Regions from separate parts of the Mus musculus genome. Here regions 1, 3 and 4 are each linked to region 2. Evidence: chromatin contacts called from public HiChIP or PLAC-seq and promoter capture Hi-C data. All regions are on one chromosome and are shown on one strand. Each heading gives the region's core, a stretch centred on a gene start, on an enhancer-like site or on the middle of the called end of the contact. The rest is flanking DNA. Distances are from core to core; before and after follow the strand shown. Region 1 has its middle 7.0 kb from the start of Gm37120. Region 2 holds the start of Slc45a3 (solute carrier family 45, member 3). Region 3 overlaps Rab7b (RAB7B, member RAS oncogene family). Region 4 holds the start of Pm20d1 (peptidase M20 domain containing 1).

Region 1 (3,188 bases), core at 551-3,050, 130 kb after region 2:
ATTATCATTATTATTTATTATGAGCCCAAAGCATTGCACACAATGAGCACACATTCCACCACTGAGCTGTATTCCTAGCCTAAAGGTAATTTTGCACAACTTTTTAAAAATATTATTTATTTAATGTATATGAGTACACTGTCGCTGTCTTCAGACACACAAGAAGAGGACATCAGAGCCCATCACTGTTGATTGTGAGCCACCATGTGGTTGCTAGGAATTGAATTTAGGACCTCTGGAAGAACAGTCAGTGCTTTTTTTTTTTTTTAAAGATTTATTTATTATTAAATCTAAGTACACTGTAGCTGTCTTCAGATGCACAGAAGAGGGCGTCAGGTCTCATTACGGATGGTTGTTAGCCACCATGTGGTTGCTGGGATTTGAACTCAGGACCTTCGGAAGAGCAGTCGGTGCTCTTAACCACTGAGCCATCTCTCCAGCCCTCAGTTGGTGCTCTTAACCACAGAACCATCTCTCCAGCCCATTTTTATTGCACTTGCATTTTATCTGCAACCTGGCACGTGAGGGCAGGTGTGGATACATTTACTGAGCCATCTCTCCAGCCCTCAGTTGGTGCTCTTAACCACAGAACCATCTCTCCAGCCCATTTTTATTGCACTTGCATTTTATCTGCAACCTGGCACGTGAGGGCAGGTGTGGATACATTTGTGATGTCATATCAATGCTCCCAAAGTTCCAGACTGTTAAGTATTTTGAGGATACCAATTTAGGGATGCTCAACTGGTATAGCATACTCTTGAATATAAATAAAATATGGATTTTGTTACACTAATATGCCTATAGGATCAGGGGTTTCAGCTCAGTAATAGAACACTGGCCTCTCGTGTGGGAGGTCCTGGGTTCATCACCAGCACTGCAAAACACAACAAGTAAAAATACATACTGCCTATATAGGACATATTGTTTTGATTCCATGCATGTGTTATATATGTGTGCGTATGTGTGGTATCTGTAGAGATACATACTTGTATAATCTGTGCACAGCCCACGGTCACACTCTCATGTGATCCAGGGGTCAAACCCAGGTCTTTTTTATTTTTTAAGATTTATTTATTTTATGTATGTGAGTACACTGTAGCTGTATAGATGGTTGTGAGCCTTCATGTGGTTGTTGGGAATTGAATTTTAGGACCTCTGCTCACTCTGGTCAACACCATTCACTCTGGCCCAAAAATTTATTTATTATTATAAATAGATACACTGTAGCTATAGATAATAGATACACTGTAGCTATCTTCAGACACACACAGAAGAGGGAGTCAGATCTCATTACTGGTGGTTGTGATGTCACCATGTGGCTGCTGGGATTTGAACTTGGGCCCTTTGGAAGAGCAGCCAGTGCTCTTACCTGCTGAGCCATCTCACCAACCCCAAACCCAGGTCTTTACTCTCACTATCCAGTAACTCTACCAACTGAGCTGCAACCCAAGCTTGTGTTTTGCTCCATTTTTTAAAAAATGTACATGTATTGCTTCTAACAGTCAGGTAATGGTCACGCCCCTCAGCCTGCACTGCTACACAGGGCCTCAACCACGTGCAATAGAAACCCCTGCTTGCTTCCCAGTCCTCCCTTTTATCTCCACCAGGGAGATCTTGCGATTTCTGGGCAGAGACCTTGGTGCTTGTCCTGGTTCTGCAGAAATGCACTCAGCCCTAGGGTCCGGCTCCAATGGTACCACCGTCCAACAGAGTCAGTATCTCCTTTGTGTCAGGGTAGCCACCTGTTTCCTGCTGGCCTGGATTCCTCTGCTAGTGTGAGTCATCTGTGCAAGCCAGGCCCTGGCTCACAATGTAGATAAGCATTCCCATAGCGGGCGTGACTCCAGACCCCACTGCTGCCTCTACCTTCTGGCAGACCAGCAGACAGGCGAGTGGTGGAGCTGGCCGGAAGTCCTCACACACTTCCGTGTCTCCTTTCTGTTGGTGTCTAGGGCGCAGTCTTGGTGTTCTGCCTAATGTGGTTACAGTCTGTATTCACCAATTGCTAGGGCTCTCTACCTGGTGACATTTTCTTATTGGTGGTGGTGGTGTGAATCTAAGACCTTTTTTTGTGTTGGAAGCCATCTACCCCTGGGTTATCCCAATTCTTCCTGTAAATACTGATTTTAAAAAGACAGCCTTTTTCTCTTCCCTTCCTCTCCTCCTCCTTCTCTCCAGAGTTTCTAGTAGCCTAGGCAGGCCTTGAACTCCTGATCCTCAAGTTCCACTTCCCAAATGCTAGGATTTCAGGCACTCACTATGATGCCTTGCTGCCTGGAAGGCATCTCTCTTTTCCTTCTTCTCCCTTTCCCTCTCCTCCCTTCTCTCCTTCTTCCACCCATCCCTCCTTCCCACCCTCTTTCTTCCAGAGATGGATGTCAGATCCTTTCAGGCTCCACAGTCAATGCCGCTCTTCTTCCCATGGCCAAAGCTGAGGGGAGAGGCTCTCCAAAAATGGCAGGTCCGCTGGGGAGCAGGGGTATGTGGCCTCTTGTAGTGTTAAGTGACTAAGTCATGATGCTTGACCCAGAATCTTCTGTACCTTCCCAGGAACCTTCCCAGTCCCTGCAGAGCAGCAGGAAGGAGATCTGAGTGGAGTCCCACCCAAGCGGAGCATTTCCGTGGAGGAGGGTGACTATGACTGCCTCTTAGATTTACACAGGACAGAGCAGGCAGAGAATTCCATTTCTTCCCTAGATCCTCAGATGCAAAGATCCAGGGATCCACAATCTGCATGTCTGTCTCCTTCCCATACCCCACCACTCAGCACTGGAAGCTGAGCCTAAGGAGGCAGAGGCCTGGCTTAAGAGACACTGGTGGACATACCCTCCTATCCAGCCAGTGCTGCCTCCTCCTGGCCCGTATTCACAGAGAGGTTTAGCAAGAGGAGAAAGCCCAACCTGGGAACTCTGATCCCTGGCTTTCTTTATCACCTTCACTTGCAGCCTGGGTGGTAAGGACTAACCTTGGATGTGGCAAGGACACAAACAGAGACTCCGGACTAATTTAGATTCCCCCTACACTCAAAATCTTCCGTCAATAGGCAATCGTGACTAACATTTACTGATCCCTTAATGTGTGCCAAGCCTTTTCTGTGTTGGGAAGTGAGTACGTTTATTATATTTTGCACATAGGATACTGAGGACCAGGGTGGCTCAGTTAGCTAGTTGTCCAGTAAGGATATGAAC
Region 2 (3,015 bases), core at 422-2,921:
GAGTCACCAGAACTCCACCCTGGGCTCTCTACTGGTTACAGATAAGTATGTTAAAAATGTTGGAAAGCCAAGATCCCAGTTAGGATGAATGTTCTTGTGCTCCCAAGGAGGCTATGCCCAGAAGGTTTTCACATTTAATGTAATGACTCGGAATGCAGACTCTTAACATTTTGTTCTCTGTTTCCCCCTGTACATATGCTCTCTTCCCCACTAGCCCATTTCTTGCTTTCCCTTTGACGTCTCTCTTTTTCTTCTATCCTTATCCTCCTACCTGGGGGTGCCTTTGGGGGGACAGCTGACTAGCTGCCTCGAACAGAACCCAGAAGATGGGAAGGACTTGCCCCCACGGTGCACAAGGGTTAACACTGGGTTAACACTGCAATCCAGGCCGGGGCGTTGGTGGGACACGCCTTTAATCCCAGCACTGGGGAGGCAGAGGCAGGCGGATTTCTGAGTTCGAGGCCAGCCTGGTCTACGAGTGAGTTCCAGGACAGCCAGGGCTATACAGAGAAACCCTGTCTCGAAAAAACCAAAACAAAAAAACAAAAACAAACAAACAAAACACTGCAATCCAGCACCATAGTGGCCAGTTCCCATCTAAGGCCATCCAGGTCCTCCATGTCAAAAGCATTTCCTGGGATTCTGTAGTGCAGATGGTCCCAGGACCCTATGGATACCCGATCCACCCCAGGGTCTCAAGACAGCATGCTGTAGTATTTGTACATAAACTTGCACATATCTTCTTGTGGACTTCTTCTCACTGAGACATCACACACATTTGATACGATGTAAATGCTCATATATGTAAGCTCTGGCTATATGTATCTTGCTCAGAGAATAAGAACAAAGGGGAAAATGTCTGTTTATATTCATACCGAGATGATGAAAACAACCCTTAGCCCAATATATAATATTCATCAACAACACATTTCCCTCTGATATTTTTATGATTACTTAGTCTCGTGCACCAAAAATATCTGCAGAAATGTCTAGCCTGTGGTATTGAGGTCAACAAGTCGCCTAAGTGAATGTCTCTCCACCTTAGACAATTCCATGGATGAAAGAGACACAATAAAGTCCCCACCCCCACCCCGGGATCAGCCTACGATTGCAACGCTCCCACCTGCACCCGCTTCCTGCCAGTCCAGGCATTTTGGAAACTTTGACTGGGAACATTTTGGTGGCAATTTATCACCTCTCCTTCCTTATACGCAACCACAAGTAAAAGAAGAAAAAAGAAGTGGGAGTTTTGTCTTTGAGTTGCAGAAAGAGGCACTGAGTTAGCTTTCTGAGAGCAAGGAAAAGTAGCTCTCAGAATGTGGCCGATCCTTTGAAGGCGTGGTCCAGTGCGGGTGGGTCGCAGTTGTGCCTGGACAGCAGGATGTCCAGAATGGCACGCGCGGGCAATGGTCGAGGAGCAGAGGGGAGGTACCCCGTGGAGCTGGGTAGTTTTTACCTAAATGTTTTGGTGGCAAGCGGCAGAGGGGGCGGTGCACGGCCCTAGGTAATGACAGGGCAGTCTAGGAGCCACGCGGGGGCTGCCCGTCCGGTCGCGACCAGAAAGGAGACTGCTTTTCCACCTCCCGCTTTCTTCCCTTGGGGACCGGCCCCACCCCTCCATCCCCTCCCAGCACCCCCCCACCTCCGACCCGCCTTGCCCCGCCCCCCTCCTGGCAGCCCCAGCGCGCATGCTCTCTCCCCCCACTGAGTAACCTGGAGATTTAAAAGGCGCCCGCTGGCGCGCGTTGGTGAAGCAGGGGTCCGAGCTCGCACGCGCCAGCCCCAGGTGACAGCCGCACGCCGGGCCAGGTAGGGGAGGGGCTGGTCCCGGCGGGAAAGGTGCGCGCGGGTGGCCGTGCTCGGCGGTGGCTTTCAGCACCCCGCGGGATGGGGCCGCTCCGTGGCGTCCCGGCCCTGCGCGAGCGGAGGCTCGCGGGGAGGGCGCGGCCCCTGGTGACCGGGTGCCTAGGGCGGGCGCCCGCTCGCGTCCGCGCTGAGTGCGCTTCCTCCCGGAGCGCTGTGCTGTGGTGCCCGCTGTCCCGGGCCGCGCGCGGAGGGCGGGATCGGAGCCGCGGAGTCCCGGGCCAGGCCGACGGAAGGCCGGCCGCCCCTGCTGCAGCCTCCCGCCGCAGAGTTTTCTTTGGAAAGTTGCGTTTATTTCTTCCCTTGTCTGGGCTGCGCCCGAAAGGGGCAGATGAGTCACCGCGGCGCGCACGGTCCACACTTAGGGAAGCCCTGGGAGGTCCTTCAACCGGGAGCCTTGGTCGGAGACAGAAGGGGACCCAGCTCTCTTGACCCTAGAATTGGAGCAAGGCTTTGGTGGAGTTGAGGCTGGGATAATGAGTGTAAGTGTACGTGTGCGATCCTGCGCCTTCCTTCTCTGCCTCCGTTACCCACCTGCGGAGAGTAAAAGCAGCTCCGGCTGTGGCTGCTGTGTCCCGAGGCTCAGGTGGGGATGGGGAGTACTCTACAGAGCGAGAAAGCGCTCGGCGGGCGGCAGCACGCCCGGTGGAGAAACTCCAGGAGCTTTGCAGGCTCAGCTCTTCCTTAGTCTCCGCTTCCTGACAGGGAACCCTGTGACTGCTCTGTCCCTTGCCCTCCGACTCAGCCCCCTCCTTCATGACACACACTTGACTCGTCCAAGGCCACGGAGAACTCGGTGCTTCCTCTTTCCCTAGGAGTATGAATTGTAGGTAGGAAGAGTTTGGCCCGGTGGGTATCTGGTGAGAACTTGATGCTCAGCTGTGACAGACCCAATCCTAGCTGGCTAGGTTGAATTTTGAATAGCCCAGCTAGGGCTTTGCAGACGGGCACGGAGTAGATGCAGCTTAGAATGACTGGCTGGGCTTCTGGAAGCTTTTCTCAGGAGGGTGAAACTGTTAAGGTTTCTAGCCTCTGTTTCCTACGCGTGAAGCACAATCCCTTTCCCAGAGTGTGAAGCCTCGGTGTGGGCCCACGTGCCTAAGGCATGGGGAACAGGTTGACATATGGAGCTGGGAAGAGAAGGGCCCAGGA
Region 3 (2,880 bases), core at 248-2,747, 250 kb before region 2:
AATAGTCCCTCTTGGTCAGTGATACCAGTCTCAGTTACCCATGGTCAACTGTGGACCAAAAATATTAAATAGCAAATCCCAGAAATAAATAACTTACAACTTTCAATGCACGTGTCATTTGAAGGAGTGTGGTGAACCGCTGCGCCATCCTACCCAGGTCAGTTGCCTTTGCTCTATTCTGTGCATCTAATCCAGCAGTTACTTTGTAGCTGTCTCAGATGTATCAACTGCCATCATTCCAAATGCCTCTATTAATAGTAACCAAAGTTACGCCACAATACCCATGTCACTATCTCATCACTGAGATACGCCATCATCTCATGTTGTCACATGAGGATAAGGTCGGGAACAGTACAGTATCTTTAGAATATGCATTTATAGCCTTTTATTACTTGTACAGACTCATGGTCATTTAATTTATTGTCAATTATTGTCCATCTCTTGCTGTACCTAATTTATTCATTATACTCTGTCATACGCTTGTGTGACTAGGAGGAAACATAGCACCTGGGGGCGGGATTAGTACTATGTAACTTTAGATATCTATGGGGGAGGGGGATGTCCAGGAGTTTCTTTGGACGAGAAGAGACTATGGTGTTTGCTTTTTAATTTTTTAAAAAAAAAAATCTATGTCAGCATAATTGGCATGTCAACGATGTTAAAGTGTAGGCAGTAAAAGCCACATCATTTCATTTCCAGGGCCCCGTAAAAAAGTGAGATTGTTCAAAAATTAAGACTTCAAGACAGCAATAACAGCATCCGACATTGGAGGTGAACCCTCCTGAGGACTCACCTCCCCGTGACGTGGTCCTGAGAAAGCAGTGAGCTTTCAGCTCAAACAACAGAGCTCTGGCCCGACCCTGCTGGACACACTGTAGCCTGAAGGGAAGGCTCTGCCACAGCCTTAAAGCACATGACATAGATTCTGTGTCCTCTTTAGAGTCATAGCACAGACTAAATATTCCAAATGGAAGCAGGGACCTGTGGGCCTGGAGACTCACAGATATCCTATTACAACTGGGAGATGTGCTGACCAATCCCCAGGGCAGAGTGAGCTGAGCTGACAACCAGACCCACAGTAAGGGTCCCTGCGAGCCACTGTAGCCCAACCATGAGTCACCCTGAGTTGGAGACTGGCCCTTAGCATCCATGCCAGCAGGCACAGGAACTTCACCCCACCACAGCGACATCTAAGTTGGGCGCGGTGGCAACATATCCCAGGCCCTCTTCATAGTCATCCCTTCAAGAAAAAGACCCCAGTCAACAGGATTCTATTGATCGGGCTCACCACAGCCTCGCTCAAGTGGAGCACCCTTGGCTGCTGGTCAACGGAGAACTCAGATCAGGACTCCCCGCAGCATGTATCCTTGGGGCTCGGGAAAAGAACAAAGCCAAATCTTATCACCAAACAAAGCAGGCTTGGACGTTAGGCCCTGCCCTCAGGGACTTGGGAAAATGCCCATTTCTGCTGCCGTTTGCTCCCACATAACAGAGCTTTTCTACTGCTGCCTGGTGGTTGGGCTGTCTATCCCTCGGCCACAGACAGCTTCTCAGGCTCTGCTTGCAGTCCCACACCGGCCTCTGGCACCCAAGAGCAGCCTTGTGTGCACTCTCTCTGTGCACATCACAGTGACCAACAGCAGCAGCTCGACTGGGACAGGAGAGCCACAGATGAGGACTTCTGTGGCTTTCACTTACCCTCGTCTCCCTCCCCCTGCTCCAGAGCAGTGCTGGGGAGCTGTTGGTTAGACACAGGTAGCTCTGGGATGAGTAGCGCCCACTACTGTTCGCTATGCTTCCTCTCCATGAAGACAGGGCCTGCTCTAGTTTTTGTTTTGAGAGAAGGGGTGCTTTTTGTTGTTTTTTATGGGGAGGGGGCTGATAGGTTTGTCTTTTGTTGTAGTTATTGATGCGCAGCCTTGAACTTGGTATTCTTCGGCCTCAGGCTCCCAGTTGCTAGGGTGGGCGTGTTTTGATTCACCGCACTCAGCTTTACAGACTGGCGGACAGTAGGGGATGGATGAGTTTTAGTGGACTACTGCCCATCTATTCTTTAAATAAATACATAAATGGATTTTACTAAGACCAAAACCTCATCACTTTTTTTTTTCACCATTTCCATTCTTTTGAGAATTTCATGTACTTATAAAATGTGCTTTGATGAAACCTGACCCCATTCCCTCCCTTTCCACACCTCCCCCATGTCCCACCCCCACATTTCCCTCACAACTTAATGTGTTCTCCCTTTAGCCTCCTTGGAGTCCATCTAGGGCTGCCTGCATATGTATAGGTGTAGATGCATCTACTGGAGCACGGGCAACCTCCCTCTTAGTAGCTGCATCCCTGGAGAAAACTAACTCCACCCCTCCACTCAGCTGACTGCCAATAGCCCTTCAGCTAGTGATGGGATTTCATGAGTCCCACCCCCACCCCAATCCTTGCTGGGATTTTAGCTGGCCTGATCTTATGTAGTCACAGCCCTGCACACAGCTATTCTTTTTTTTTTTTTAAGATTTTTTTTTCAATGTATATGAGCACACTGTCACTATCTTCAGACACACCAGAAGAGGGCGTCAGATCCCATTACAGATGGTTGTGAACCACCATGTGGTTGTTGGGAACTAAACTCAGACCTCTGGAAGAGCAGTCCGTGCTCTTAACCGCTGAGCCATCTCTCCAGCCGTTTAAGAACACAGTTGTTCTTAATCCAGGGTGTACTGGAATTCAGCAGCAAAATCATGTATATAATACCTTATGTAGTCTACCATAGAAAGTTTGCATAACAACTTCTACATAAGGAGAATTTAGGAGGATAAGTGAGAAATTAGTAAATGTGGGTTACCTTTCATGGGAAAGTCTGGGCAGGCAGGATCAAGTCTT
Region 4 (2,992 bases), core at 415-2,914, 170 kb before region 2:
TGCAGAATGCACGCCTGCCACATTTGGATGTAGCCCTTACTAAACTCACTAGAACACATACATGCACACACGAGAGCGTGCACACGCATGTGCACACACACACACCAGACAAAGACTAGTTGGGATAAGAGGTTATCAGTGGATGTGTGTGTGTGTGTGTGTGTGTGAGAGAGAGAGAGAGAGAGAGAGAGAGAGAGAGCGAGAAGAACAGCTTAGGAATAAATTTAATCAAAATATATACATGAATAAAGTGTACTAATGAAACCTGTCTAGAGGGACAGTACTGTGTTTCGTTTTCTCTGTCAATTAAAGAATTAAAAGGAAGATCTATTTTCAGAGTTCTAGTAGGACCATCATATTACACCCGAAAAATCAGAGCCCCTCTTGGGGTTCTTGGTGTCGTTAATAAAAGAATTTGAGAACCATCACAAATGGAAGCTTGAGGACAAAGAATACACTCTAACAGAAACTGGGGGACAGTTTGTTGGACTTTAAAAGGAAAACCCCCAGGGCAGGCAGGCTTAACCCTCAAAGCTTTGGGGAAGGGACCTGTAGCACTGGATTAGTTCTTTTTTTTTAATTGGTTATCTTATTTATTTACATTTTCAAATTTCAAATGTTGCCCCTCCCCTTGCCTGGTCTCCCCTCCCATTGATGCCAGACAAGGTCATCCTCTGCTACATGGGACCTCTGGACCCCTCCATGGCTCTTTAGTTGGTGGTTTAGTCTCTGGGAGCTAAGGGGGGTGGGGTCCAGTTAGTTGATACTGTTGTTCTTCCTATAGGGTTGCGATCCCCTTCAGCTCTTTCAGTCCTTCCCCTAACTCTTCTACTGGGACCCCTGTGCTCAGTCCAATGGTTGACTTTGAGTATCTGCATCTGTATTATTAGTCAGGCATTAGCAGAACCTCTCAGGGGACAGCTATACCAGGTTCCTGTCAGCAAGCGCTTCTTGGCATCAGCAATAGTATCCAGTTTAGTGTCTGCAGATGGGATGGATCCCTAGGTAGGGCAGTCTCTGGATGGCCTTTCCTTCAGTCTCTGCTCCGTTTTTTGTCCCTGTATTTCCTTTAGACAGGAACAATTCTGGATTAAAATTTTTGAGATGGGTGAGTGGCCCCAACCCTCAATTGGGGGCCACGCCTATCTACTGGAGGTGTTCTCTACAGGTTCTATCTCCCTTTTGTTGGATATTTCGGCTAATGTCATATCCATTGGGTCCTGGGAACCTCTCGCTTCCCTGGTGTCTGGGACTTTCTAATGGCTACCTCCAGTTCCCCCACCACCACCACTGCTACATATTTCTATTCATTTTCCCAAGGACACAAGGTCACATCTTGGCATGCTAAGAAAAGGTTCAAAACAGGAGCAAACTCGTCGGGGCTGGTTTGTCAAAGCACTACCTATCAACAGACACACTGTTGCAGTTTATGATGAAATTAAAGCTATAACACACACACACACACACACACACACACACACACACACACCTTTGCTCTCATGTAGTAAATGCCAGAACAAGAGCAGGCTAGTCCTGACCCTTGTCTAGAGGGCAGCAACTCAAGGGCGGGTCGCTCGATTGATTGGTTGGTTGCTGTCCAGGTCAATCAATGATTGGTCAGCAGCGAGTCATGCTTTAGGCTATTAGGTCCAAACTCTAGCCCGACTGGTGGCTTTTGGGGAGAGACATGGCTGAGCTACTTGCTAGCTTGCCCGCCTGGGCAGCTGTGCTCCTTCTCTTTTTCGCTACGGTCTCCGGATCCACTGGCCCTAGAAGCAGGGAAAATCGGGGGGCGTCCCGGATCCCTTCCCAGTTCAGCGAGGAGGAGCGTGTCGCTATAAAAGAGGCGCTGAAAGGTGAACCTCCGCCCCCTTGTTCTCAGATCTGAGTCCCTCAGTCCCAGAGGGCCTACCTCCCTCTGCTGAGGGACGCGGGCGGGCCCAGCCAGCGTTCTGCAAGCTTTCGGGACACTGTGCACTGGTCTAGCACTTGCGTCGGTAATCCCTTGCCTAGCCTAGAGGCTCCAGCTTCTCTCCTCTCAGCACTGTTGGCATCCACCCTACCCCTGTCTGCCTCCAAAAAGTATTTGTAGCACTTTCAACTCTAAATCTTTTAACCTTTTCAATCTCTGCGGTGCCTTAAAACAAAACTGTTTGGCTTCGTTAAATGATCTTCCCCAGGACTCCCTCAAGGACAAAGCTCTGGATAACATTGTAGAGTCAGTAGGACTCGCTGGCTCTGAAGAGAATGAATTATTCCTGGGGTGTATGTAATATGTAAGTAGTTCTCCCCTAAAACGGACTTAACAAGGCAACTAACTCATTGGACTTTCAGGAGAAAAGAGCATTTGTGCAGGCTGGTGGGACGGACGCCTTGTCAACTTCTCTTTTCTGTTCATTAAGTAGTGGATTCATTAAAAAAAAAAACTGCCTACACAAACATATGCAAGTCAACACAGTGATCAAATGCTAACCCTTAGTGGAAGATGGATTGTGCACATAGTGAAGTGAGATGCCTGGGAATAGTTTTCCCAGAGCATTGGGCAAATAGTCCTCTGCAAGCTGGTTGGTTGCCATCATCTGTCTATTTTTCTTCTTCTCTTTCTCTTTCTTTCCTTCTTGTTCTTTCTTCTACTACTTCTTTTTCTTCTTTTTTTTTCCTCCTCCTCCTCCGCCGCCTCTTCCTCCTCCTCCGCTTTTCTTCATCTTCTTCATCTTCTTCTCCCTGTCTCCCTCCCTCCCTCCTCCAAAGTTCTGGGATTACAGCTGTGCACCACCACATTCAGCTATGGTTTCAGACTTTTATCAGAAACACTCAACCTCTATCAACCTTAATCGTCTGTCTCTGACCACTGAATCCCAACAGGTGCCATCCAGATTCCCACAGTGTCTTTCAGCCACGAGGAATCCAACACCACAGCCCTTGCTGAGTTTGGAGAATATATCCGCAAAGGTCAGCTACAAACTAAGGGCTAAGGGTGGCAGACATACAC

Evidence for each region. Promoter capture Hi-C pulls out the DNA fragments that hold promoters and counts their contacts. HiChIP or PLAC-seq counts read pairs in DNA pulled down with a chosen protein or histone mark. Capture Hi-C pulls out chosen DNA fragments and counts their contacts.
Region 1: a contact with region 2 is called in a promoter capture Hi-C map of the HPC-7 cell line. The contact joins the enhancer-like site here to the promoter of Slc45a3 in region 2. A contact is called at or near these places in 3 of 39 promoter capture datasets (the C10 cell line, the HPC-7 cell line and liver), 1 of 15 datasets of contacts at CTCF or cohesin (the NIH/3T3 cell line), 1 of 484 Hi-C or Micro-C datasets (bone marrow-derived macrophages), 7 of 115 datasets of contacts at active chromatin or transcription factors (the HPC-7 cell line, double positive thymocytes, embryonic basal ganglia and 4 more) and 4 of 9 other capture datasets (adipose tissue, embryonic stem cells, liver and 1 more).
Region 3: a contact with region 2 is called in a FOXA1 HiChIP or PLAC-seq map of pancreatic cancer cells. The contact joins the enhancer-like site here to the promoter of Slc45a3 in region 2. A contact is called at or near these places in 13 of 39 promoter capture datasets (the 3T3-L1 cell line, 3T3-L1-derived adipocytes, cranial neural crest and 8 more), 15 of 484 Hi-C or Micro-C datasets (B cells, CD4 T cells, the G1E-ER4 cell line and 11 more), 2 of 115 datasets of contacts at active chromatin or transcription factors (embryonic forebrain and pancreatic cancer cells) and 2 of 9 other capture datasets (adipose tissue and liver).
Region 4: a contact with region 2 is called in a promoter capture Hi-C map of liver. The contact joins the promoter of Pm20d1 here to the promoter of Slc45a3 in region 2. A contact is called at or near these places in 2 of 39 promoter capture datasets (the C10 cell line and pre-B cells), 1 of 115 datasets of contacts at active chromatin or transcription factors (embryonic stem cells) and 2 of 9 other capture datasets (liver and pancreatic islet).

Annotation. Positions count from the first base shown.
Region 1 is chr1:132,093,956-132,097,143 of GRCm38.p6, forward strand. No RefSeq gene overlaps it. Among named protein-coding and RNA genes, the nearest start is that of Gm37120, 7.0 kb to the right of the region's middle. Within about 2 kb of position 1,801, at least 57 of the 459 cell types and tissues checked have an H3K27ac peak or open chromatin away from gene starts, as enhancers often do. A contact at or near this core is called in the HPC-7 cell line, double positive thymocytes and pancreatic cancer cells, where this site is marked.
Region 2 is chr1:131,961,244-131,964,258 of GRCm38.p6, forward strand. Slc45a3 (solute carrier family 45, member 3) reads left to right here and starts at 1,672. Exons shown (of 5, transcript NM_001177628.2): 1 at 1,672-1,809.
Region 3 is chr1:131,713,359-131,716,238 of GRCm38.p6, forward strand. It overlaps Rab7b (RAB7B, member RAS oncogene family), which reads left to right. Exons shown (of 6, transcript NM_145509.3): 6 at 1-2,081. Among named protein-coding and RNA genes, the nearest start is that of Gm30104, 19 kb to the right of the region's middle. Within about 2 kb of position 1,498, at least 26 of the 459 cell types and tissues checked have an H3K27ac peak or open chromatin away from gene starts, as enhancers often do. A contact at or near this core is called in pancreatic cancer cells and stem cell-derived neural progenitor cells, where this site is marked.
Region 4 is chr1:131,795,731-131,798,722 of GRCm38.p6, forward strand. It overlaps Pm20d1 (peptidase M20 domain containing 1), which reads left to right and starts at 1,665. Exons shown (of 13, transcript NM_178079.3): 1 at 1,665-1,856; 2 at 2,866-2,952. The coding sequence starts at 1,688.